Linked DNA regions of Gossypium hirsutum: region 1 is linked to region 2. A link is a contact called in public Hi-C data. All regions are on one chromosome and are shown on one strand. Each heading gives the region's core, a stretch centred on a gene start, on an enhancer-like site or on the middle of the called end of the contact. The rest is flanking DNA. Distances are from core to core; before and after follow the strand shown. Region 1 has its middle 43 kb from the start of LOC107954704. Region 2 has its middle 24 kb from the start of LOC121219069.

Region 1 (4,546 bases), core at 767-3,266, 310 kb before region 2:
TAAAACAGTTTTGGCGTGTTATAGTTGTTGATAGGTTGATAAACAGTCAAAGGTGCTAAGGTTGAGTTAGATAAGAAAATTCCCCGCAGTCGGATTGTTCAGAAGATAGTTCGCCAGATGTTGTTTACATGTTTTTCTGCCAAATTTTTTTGCGGAGCAACATGCCATAGGAGTGTACGCCACATAAGAGTATGCCAATAGAGTGTTCATCATGTGTCAGTAAACAAGGCAGTTGGCGTAGTGTCTGTCCGTTAGGATTTCTCACATTTTTAACTTTCCGCCTTGTGTGTCATCCAACTCCATGCAGAGTAAAACTATTAGGCTAAGCATGGTGTGAACTTTATCGAATTGTTTTCCTATGTTATTGTGGATTAGTCGGTCTATTATTATATGTGTTGTGTGAATGTAACTATAAGGTAATGCAATTAGAGTCCTTAAACTACATGAAATGCTTTGAAAATTTTTATGACTTAGGTTTATTCTTTGAATTTTAGTATGGTAGCTTCAATTTCTTAAATTATCTATATATTTTGTGAAATTTTATGTTATCGTCATTAAACTTGGTTATGCGATTAAATAAGTTTTAAATGTCGTTTTTAAACTATAATTTTCACTAATGGTTTAAAATGGAATGTTCCAATCACCTGTTATTAATTTTATGATTTACGTGTTTTTTTTTGGCTAGTGATGTTTAAAGGCACGATTTTACTCTTGTTTTTAAATTGCTAAATTGTGATAGGCGATGCATAATTTAGGCTTGCATGTTCAGGATTAAGTGTTTAAAGCATGTTTGTTAGGTGTGATGGTTGGATATGTGGTGTGCTGGTTGACTGGTAATGAGAGTCATGCACGTGGATAATGTGGCATTCTAGATTCGGGTTAGTCTATTACGATCGGGTTTGAGGTACTACACATCAATCCTCGACCTTTTACGGCTGCTAACACCCACTTGCACCCTTGTGTCAAAATCATCAATGGCCTTTAGAGCCCTATCTATGACGCCGTCTACATTTATGTTGTTGGAAGTCCGAGAAGGAGTGAACGATTGAGTAGAACCTGCAAAAGAAAATTCAAGATCAGCCATACGAGGAACAAAATTTTTATCTAAGGGACTCGCCTGCAACCCTTGCAAAAGGGATGGACCAGGGGCATGCACGTAGCCTTCAATAAGAATAAAATAAGTTTGAAGGTTCCTCCTTCCTCTCGAACAAAATAGTGGCTAAGTCATTGGAAGCCTTGTAGGGCCACATTGTATCTAAAGGGCGTGCGACCCAAGAAATGGCCTCAAGAGTATTTATTGAAGGCTTGTAACCATTGGGGTTGTGATTATCTAAGTAGAAACAAAAAACGTTTCTAGTTGTAATAAGATTCTCCAGCATGAGAGAATGGCCCAATTTCAAGTGTTTGAACTAATCCTCCACAGCCTCATTATCCAACTGTTGCATGCAAGTACAGACATTCTCTAGAGGAATATACCAGTGGGTTAAGAACCCAAACCCACCCTTTAGCCTACACCTCACCCGAATGAATTTTTTTTGTTAAGGTGAAGGTTGGAAGCCCAGTTTTTTATTATGGGCACGTACCCTTGACGAGCATTAAAATGGTCCAACCCAACCGACGCTCCCCAAAAAGTTACCTTTAACTGGTATAATCACTAGAAAATGCCAAGAAGGGGTGGTTCACCTCTTAGGCTACAATCGATGAAATAGGCAACTAGGGTCCATCAAGAAAAGCCAGTGAGTTGCCAAAGTGTGAACCCATACTCATTAAGAATAGAGCAAAAGAAAGAATTAATGGGGAGATGAAACCTTGCCTCAAACAGATAAAGCAGAAGAAGGATGTTGTCGGAGGTGTCGCTCAGTCAACACTCGCCTTGAAAAAGGCTTCAGTTATAAGAGAAATTAGGAAGTTGAATTCCTCAGACGCTCAAGTAGCGAACCATTTCCCCTGTGATGTGGTATAATGAAAAGGGGCAGTTTCCACGAAGTATGTATCCCACAAGCACTGGGCCCAACCCCATCGCCTTCATTGTTACCACCACGTCCTTTCTTACTACCACTGCTGCGATGGTTGACCCCCTCGCGATGACTAAGTTTGATCCTAAGCATTTTGGGGATAACAAAAAGAAAGGAAGAAAAAAGGGAAAGCCTCGAGAAATTACCTGAAAAACTTACGAGAGGCGGTCAAGGAAAGAAGAAAAGTGAACACAGATGTGGGAAACGGAGAAGTACAAGTGAGAGGAAAACATAGAGTAACTTAATCGACAAGGAAGAGAGGGAGAATTTCAAGCAACTCACCTCTTAACTTCACGCCTTAGTTTAAATATCCAAACCTATAAAGGAAGTTTGGTTGAAATAAATCAGATGATTCAAATTCTGAAACTCTAAGGGTGACACTTGTAAAAGGGGAAAGGGTTTCTTCCTAAACCCAACAATAATTGGGAAAGTGGGAATGTTGGCTAGAGCAAAGCATTCATTAAGTATCTGCTAGAAGTAGTACACGCTCAAATAGACCAAGTTCCATGACTTTGACGCAATGTATGCTAATCGTGTTGGAAAAAATCTAGTTTGAAAATGATTTTCTTGTTCAGTGGAAAATTAAAATTTTACAAATTGACCTAGTTTATGATATTTATATTAATAAACATTAACTAAATTCATACATGTATTTTCGGATAAATGAATCCTTGATGTTTTCTGGTTTTCAACCAAATGATCGTCTCTACTGTTCTCATACCACGACTTGCTTCGAGTGTGTGCTCAAACCAATTGAATCAAAACACAAAACTAGAAAAAAATTTACTTATGGTGTGAAAACAAAAATTTTCTCTTCTTTAATAGAAACCAGAAAAATTATTATTCTGGAAAATATATTTATAAGTTTAGAATAATTTCTCTTAATTTTTCAATAGAATAACAATCTCTTAAAAGTTGTGTTAATAGCTCTACCAGTGTCATGTATTTATAGGAAGAGAAGATAGAACCCTTGTAGAGTTGTAGATGTTTGTTTAAATAGGAAACAACATCCTACTTAGAATAGGAGAAGGGTGAATGACTCACCCTTGTATTTCTACTAAGGTTGTTGCCTCATTCATTTTATATGAGGGGTTTTGGGCCTCTCTCACTTTGAGTCCAATTGTGAGTACTTCTTAGGCCATTTTGACCTAGTACTCTGTAATATAATCCAATCCGATTTAGTTTTTCTATTTTCCAAAATAAAATTTAATATATACATATTAAATAATTTTCTCACCTTAATTTTTTACCAGTAAATTTTAACAATTTTACCCCCGATAAAATTTTGACAATTTTGCCCCTGCTAAAATTTTGACAAAATTCATTCAATATGTCACAACTCAACATGTTCACTATGACCAAATGATTTATTTGCATTTTCAGGCTTCAAAACAATCCAAAAACATAAACTCATTCTTCCATCATTTTTTAAGTAATCCTATATAGGATTGCAAATTTCCATTTTCATTTTCATTTTCATTAAAATTTCAATTTTTGGAAACCTACATTCATTTTCAAATTTCATTCTATTTTAGAGAAAATCATAATCCTTCCTGAATGTTTCCCAATTCTCTTTTCTATTCATTTCATTCATTTCTATTCAAACACGCAATTCATTTCTGGTTTTAACGAGCTAACAAAGAGACTAATTGAACATATGTGGTTGAGGCTCAAATGATTTATAATTAAGTTCTAGCTTTTTCCCTATTAGACTAACTGTACCATCCCAGCATGGCAACTTTATTGTCACAATATATTGTCTAGGCCTGATAAACTCATTCAGTCATGAAGTCATTTCACTATAGTATCGTCACTAAGCTCTCCTCAATGACTAACCATTACGAAAACAACTACTCAGTGCTCATCCAATGACCTTGTCATTAGTGTGTTACCCTCATAGGATATCCTTGATCTCTTTGGGATAGTATCTATTCTCCCAATATGATCCTACTTTTTCTCATGGTAACCATTACATCTTTTTTCATAAAAAGTCAATCACTATCAAATAGTGATCAAGTAATCCATCACAAAGACAGATGACCCGTGGCCATATTTACTTTTCATCAACCATGTAATTCCAATAAGAGGATATTATCCCATGTTTCGGTCTATGAATTTCACTATTGTGAATGACGATACATACTACAGAAGTTGTACACCAAACACACCAACTTTCAGTTCCTTATTTATTTGAACTCAGTCTTTTACTTACATCAAAGTGTACGAGTCACGCATACGTAGTCTGTCATCTACTCAGGATTTAGGTATGTCACACTATGAATATCACAAAAGAATAAATCCATAAACGGATTAAGTATCTATTCTTCTTTTGTCCTATCTAATGTACTGTCTGTCTAGTCAGTCACATCTACGTATCTATCTTCTGGGAGTCATCCGCTCCGATGCTTAAGACAATGCATCTCCCCAATTAGACTTGATAGATGAAATATTAGTCTTTACCATTCTTATAGTTATTTATGTTCAGTTTGTTTTCAGTGAGTATGTTCAATAAGGGAGCCGGTACCATTTTC
Region 2 (4,846 bases), core at 2,053-4,552:
TGTCTCAAACTCTTATATATTTGAAGAGACTTGTACAGGTTTTGTATGAAAGGTTTATAAGACTTGTTTATTCATTGAGGAACTTGCTTTTGAGAGTGCAATGAAAGTGGAAACAAGTTTATTGCATGGTTTATAGCCTAAGTTTTTGAAGGAAAAACTTAGACGTAAGTGATCTAGATCTTTTAATACAAGAGTGAGGTTGCTATATCGGGGCGTGATAGAACTTAAATCACTTGTTGTGTTGGGTTAAAAGATAGTGGACTTGCTCACTAAGCTAGGCTCGGCAAATGTAAGGAAATCGAACTGTATAAACAACTTATTTATGCTTTTTTATGTTACTATCATAGTGCCACCTTAAGTGGGCATTGCAAGTACCACTTCACTTCGCACTTCGTGTTTTCTTTGCAATTATCAGTTGTAGGTTCCAACACTAATCCTAGTCTTTCCTATAAAACTAGGACTTAACTAATAATTATGTTGTTTATTTTGACCTCTCGAACTTTTTAAATCCTCTTGTTGAAGCTGACTTAATTGGCTTTCCTATTTATCAAACCTTTTATAATTAATAAACTCTTTCATTTTATTGACAAAAAATCAATCTATTCATACTCCAAACTTGTCTAATTAAAACTCCTACAAGAAAGCCATTATTCCCCCTATGCTCTCTTAAATCTACAATCTTAAGAACATGTTAACGCAAGTCTTAATGAAATTATTATTATTATTAATAAAAAGAGTTTTATTCTTGCTTTCACAGTTCATATATTACGAGTTAAACTTTAAGGGGGTTTGGTGATTTGAGTATAAAATTATTTAGCACATATATATGTGGTGAGTAAAACTCGATTCGACTCGAAAAAATCGAAAAAGATTTTGAATTTCGAGTTAAACGAGTCAAGTTATTCGAGTCAACTTGAATTTTTTGTTCGAATTTCGAATTCGAATAACTCAAATAATTCGAATAAATCGAATAACAAACTATAATAATTTACATTATTATCCCAAACTCCTAAACCTCTTCACTTTCCTCCCAAAACTTTTACTCCCTCCCACTTTCCCCCCATAACTTTTGCTCTCCTCCCAACTTTAACCCAAACCCATTCCCCCCCCCCTTTTTTGAATATTTCCCTCCCAAAATTATTTTATTCCCTCAACCTCCAAAACTTTTTATTTCTCCCCTAAACTTTTACTTCTCACCCTTTACCCTCAAATAAAAAATTAAAATCATCCAAAAAAAATCCTAAACCTAAATAATAATAATTTTATTTATATCTACTATTTATATTATTAAATCAAATTTCACATTTTGTACTATTTATATTATTAAATTGTTTTATCATATTGAATCTTTATAATTTTTTGCTAAAATTGAATTATTGATGATGCCATAAAATATTTGTATTAAAATTTTATGTTGGTATCAATTTCACATTTTATCTTTAAGATGATTTTTATAAAAAAATCAATTTTTTTTCATTTACTCTCTATTTTTAATTTCAAAATACATATTGACAAGAATCAGAAGATAATTGAAGCAACTAAGCAATCAAAGAAGTTAATCCGTATATAAAAGATTAATAAACAAATTATAAGGGGATGAAAGTTAGTAACAAATTTGATTATAGTGGGTGACAGTGATTACAATGACCTAAAATATTTTTTTAATTTAACTCGAACAAATATATTCGATTCAATTTGATTCAATTTGATTCAAATTTCATCTCACTCGACTCGATTCGAGAAAATTTCAAATTGAGTTAGCATGATAACATATGATTTGTCAACTTGATTAAATCGAATTTTTTTCATTCAATTCAATTCGGTTCGTTCAAACGCTCACCCCTACATATATTACATTACTTTATTTTATTCATTTTATTAGAATGGGAGATATTTTTTGATTAATTAACAGAAAACATGTCTTACTAAATTGTCCTCATAGAATTTGTTTTTACTTTTTTTTTATTCTTTACTATACAATAGTTTAAGGTTATAGTGTTTTATTATGCTAACAAATGAAGTATTTTTCTAGTAAAATAATTTCATATATCATTTTCAAATCAAAGAAACTGAAAATGGGGAATAACAATAAATAGCTATGACTTTTCTTTTTATCAAAGTGAGGGGAAAATGAAAAAAATATTAGAACATATTATTTGTTATAGTTTAAAGGTAAAATTGATCAAAACTATAAAAATTAGTAAATTTATTATAAATTTAACGCTTTGAGCAAAATGAAATGGACAAAATATTAAATTTTTTTGAAGAATATATCAAAGAACCAGAAATGTTAATTCATTAATTATTATTATTTTGTTTTAGTTAAGTAAAATGAATCTAAATCATTAAAGAGTGTTAAAATTGTCAACAATCCCATATTACCATAAGAATATAAGATCATTTAAAAAAGATATGGTATTGAAATTGTTTCTTATATTTCGAAATCTTACACTAAAAACTATTTACTCAAACTAATCTTTGAAATCTAAGTGAGAATACTTGAACCAAAAGTCACCTAAAAGGATAATATGCAACACTCTTTTCTTGCAAACTTTTTTTTTTTTTGAAAAGAGAAAAAGAAAAAGAGTTTAGTTTCAGCAGCCAATAAGTGCTACAAATACTATTGCATGGTACCCTAGTCTTTTGGTTACATTTGCTTGGACGTTAAAGCCAATCTCCGCGGTCATTTCAAGCCATTTTGGGTACATAAGTTAAATTTTGTCCACCAATGATATTAACCCATGCCCACAAGTCTTTCTTTGAAACTTCGTCAAAAAGTCTTACTAAGTTCACTTCAAAAAGATGTTGGCATGTACTTCTACACCAATTTTTAAAGATAATTTTATTTATGTATAGCATAATTTATATATAGTATCATCTTCAATCGTTTAATTTTATGCTTCCTCTATGAATCAATTTAAAGTAGAAAACAAAAGCAGTAAATGAGTTGGGTGCAGCCAGTCCTAGAATATTCATGGTCACATGTTTAACAAAGGTATGATTGATTGGATTAATTGAAGCCACCAAGAAGATGGATTTTGTCTGTCAAAAGCAGTTAGGCATTCCTTGAAATTTAAGATGGAGCTGTACATTATTTATATAGATCACAAGAAACTTGTGGCATATGCATGCATACAAATATAAGGTCCCACCACCCACAAAACTTGAAATTTACTTCTTCCCAACACCATCTTTAATGTTCCAAAAGACTCGCAAGGATATTTTGTCCATTCCCATTCGCCAATATAGGCGTGCTATCATTCTTTCTTTAAAACCACTCATCTCCCCTAACGTATGTGTTGAATTTGAAAATACACTTCATATTAAACGGCTGTTATCCATATCTGAATGCAATAGTAATCATTCATCCCTTAACCAACATACACGGCACTTGTTTTTGAATTAAGCCTTTGGGAAGATGAATTTTGGAGCTTTGAAAGCCGCCGAATGTAAATATTATTATTAAATTTGATTCGGTTAGAATTTTCATTTTAAAATTAAATAATTAGAATTTTTAATTGATTTGAATAAATAGTTTCATTCGGGATTGAATTATATAACTCAAATAATTTGAAATAACTTATCATAATAAATAGTATTTTTTTGGGGGTGAAATAGATAGTTAAGAAAATATAGTTATGGCTGAAAATTGTGACATAATAATCAAACTTGATTTTGTTGAAAATATTTTAATTAATTATCAAGTCTGGTGAAGTTTTTCACTTAAAATTTGTTCGAGTTTTGTAAATTTTAGGCGCATAGAATTCATTTTAATTTAATTATTAAAAATTAAGTATACAATTTGTAATATATAATTTTATAAGCGTTGAATTATGTTTAATAAAAACAAATTTTTGAATGTAATATGTTGTTTTATAATAATAAAATATAATATTTGAAAATTGCTTATTCCATAATTTTAATCTTATAAAAATAATATTTTATATTCTATTATTTTAGATGGTTATGGATAAAAATAAACATAATAATTAGAATATTTCATTTTTCACAAAAGTAAATGATAAAAAGACCTCTCTTTCTCTCAATTTCAAATTTGAGCAAATTGGTTCTTCTAAAAATATCAGAGCAATTTAATCTCTTTTTATTTCGAAATTATGCAACTAAGGACAATTAATCATGGTGTTGATGTTTTCCATCCATTGTACATTGTTTTGATTGGTATAATAAAAAAAATTAGCCTATAAAGTTTACACATTCTGACAACTTTGTCCAAATTTAACGAATTTATCCTACAACATTTGTGTAAATGTGAAATTGTTGAGGTTGAATTTGTTGAATTTTTTATAATTAAGGCCAAAATGAAAAATATATAAACATTGAAGGCTAAATTTGTTATTATATCAATAAAATCATGTACAATTGATGGAAGACATTAACACCATGATTAATTTTTCTTAGTTGTTCACTTTCGAAATTTGCATGGATTTGGCATGGAATGGGATCTTGACAGATGAGTTTTGACCTTAGCAAGGACTTTATCAAGGCAACTCCTGTTGGGATCTATTGTGTTTAATGTAGTGACTTTGTATATGTGCTTGTAATTTTGTGAACAAATTGGTTTAATAAAATCCATCAGTATCATTAACATCTTTTGTATATTATCATCAACAGTTTTTCACTCAAAGCAAAGTGAAAGCAAATATCGACTCATTGATTATCCAACGTTTAGACTAATATTAAATAGCATTACATGGTTAGATCGTAATGCGGAAAGACTACTTACATTAGTAGATAATCTAAACAAATCCTTAGTCTAATTAGAACTGAGCAAATTGATTGAAAAACTAATATGTCATTTTGACATGAACCTTCATACGCATTGAAA

What was found. A called contact is a pair of places that touch in the nucleus more often than the background predicts.
Region 1: a Hi-C map of petal shows a contact between it and region 2, with 2.5 times the contacts expected there. The contact joins two enhancer-like sites. A contact is called at or near these places in 3 of 34 Hi-C or Micro-C datasets (callus, leaf and petal).

Annotation. Positions count from the first base shown.
Region 1 is chrD07:36,959,696-36,964,241 of Gossypium_hirsutum_v2.1, reverse strand. No RefSeq gene overlaps it. Among protein-coding and RNA genes, the nearest start is that of LOC107954704, 43 kb to the left of the region's middle. Within about 2 kb of position 2,016, at least 9 of the 9 cell types and tissues checked have an H3K27ac peak or open chromatin away from gene starts, as enhancers often do. A contact at or near this core is called in leaf, where this site is marked.
Region 2 is chrD07:36,645,822-36,650,667 of Gossypium_hirsutum_v2.1, reverse strand. No RefSeq gene overlaps it. Among protein-coding and RNA genes, the nearest start is that of LOC121219069, 24 kb to the right of the region's middle. Within about 2 kb of position 3,302, at least 3 of the 9 cell types and tissues checked have an H3K27ac peak or open chromatin away from gene starts, as enhancers often do. A contact at or near this core is called in leaf, where this site is marked.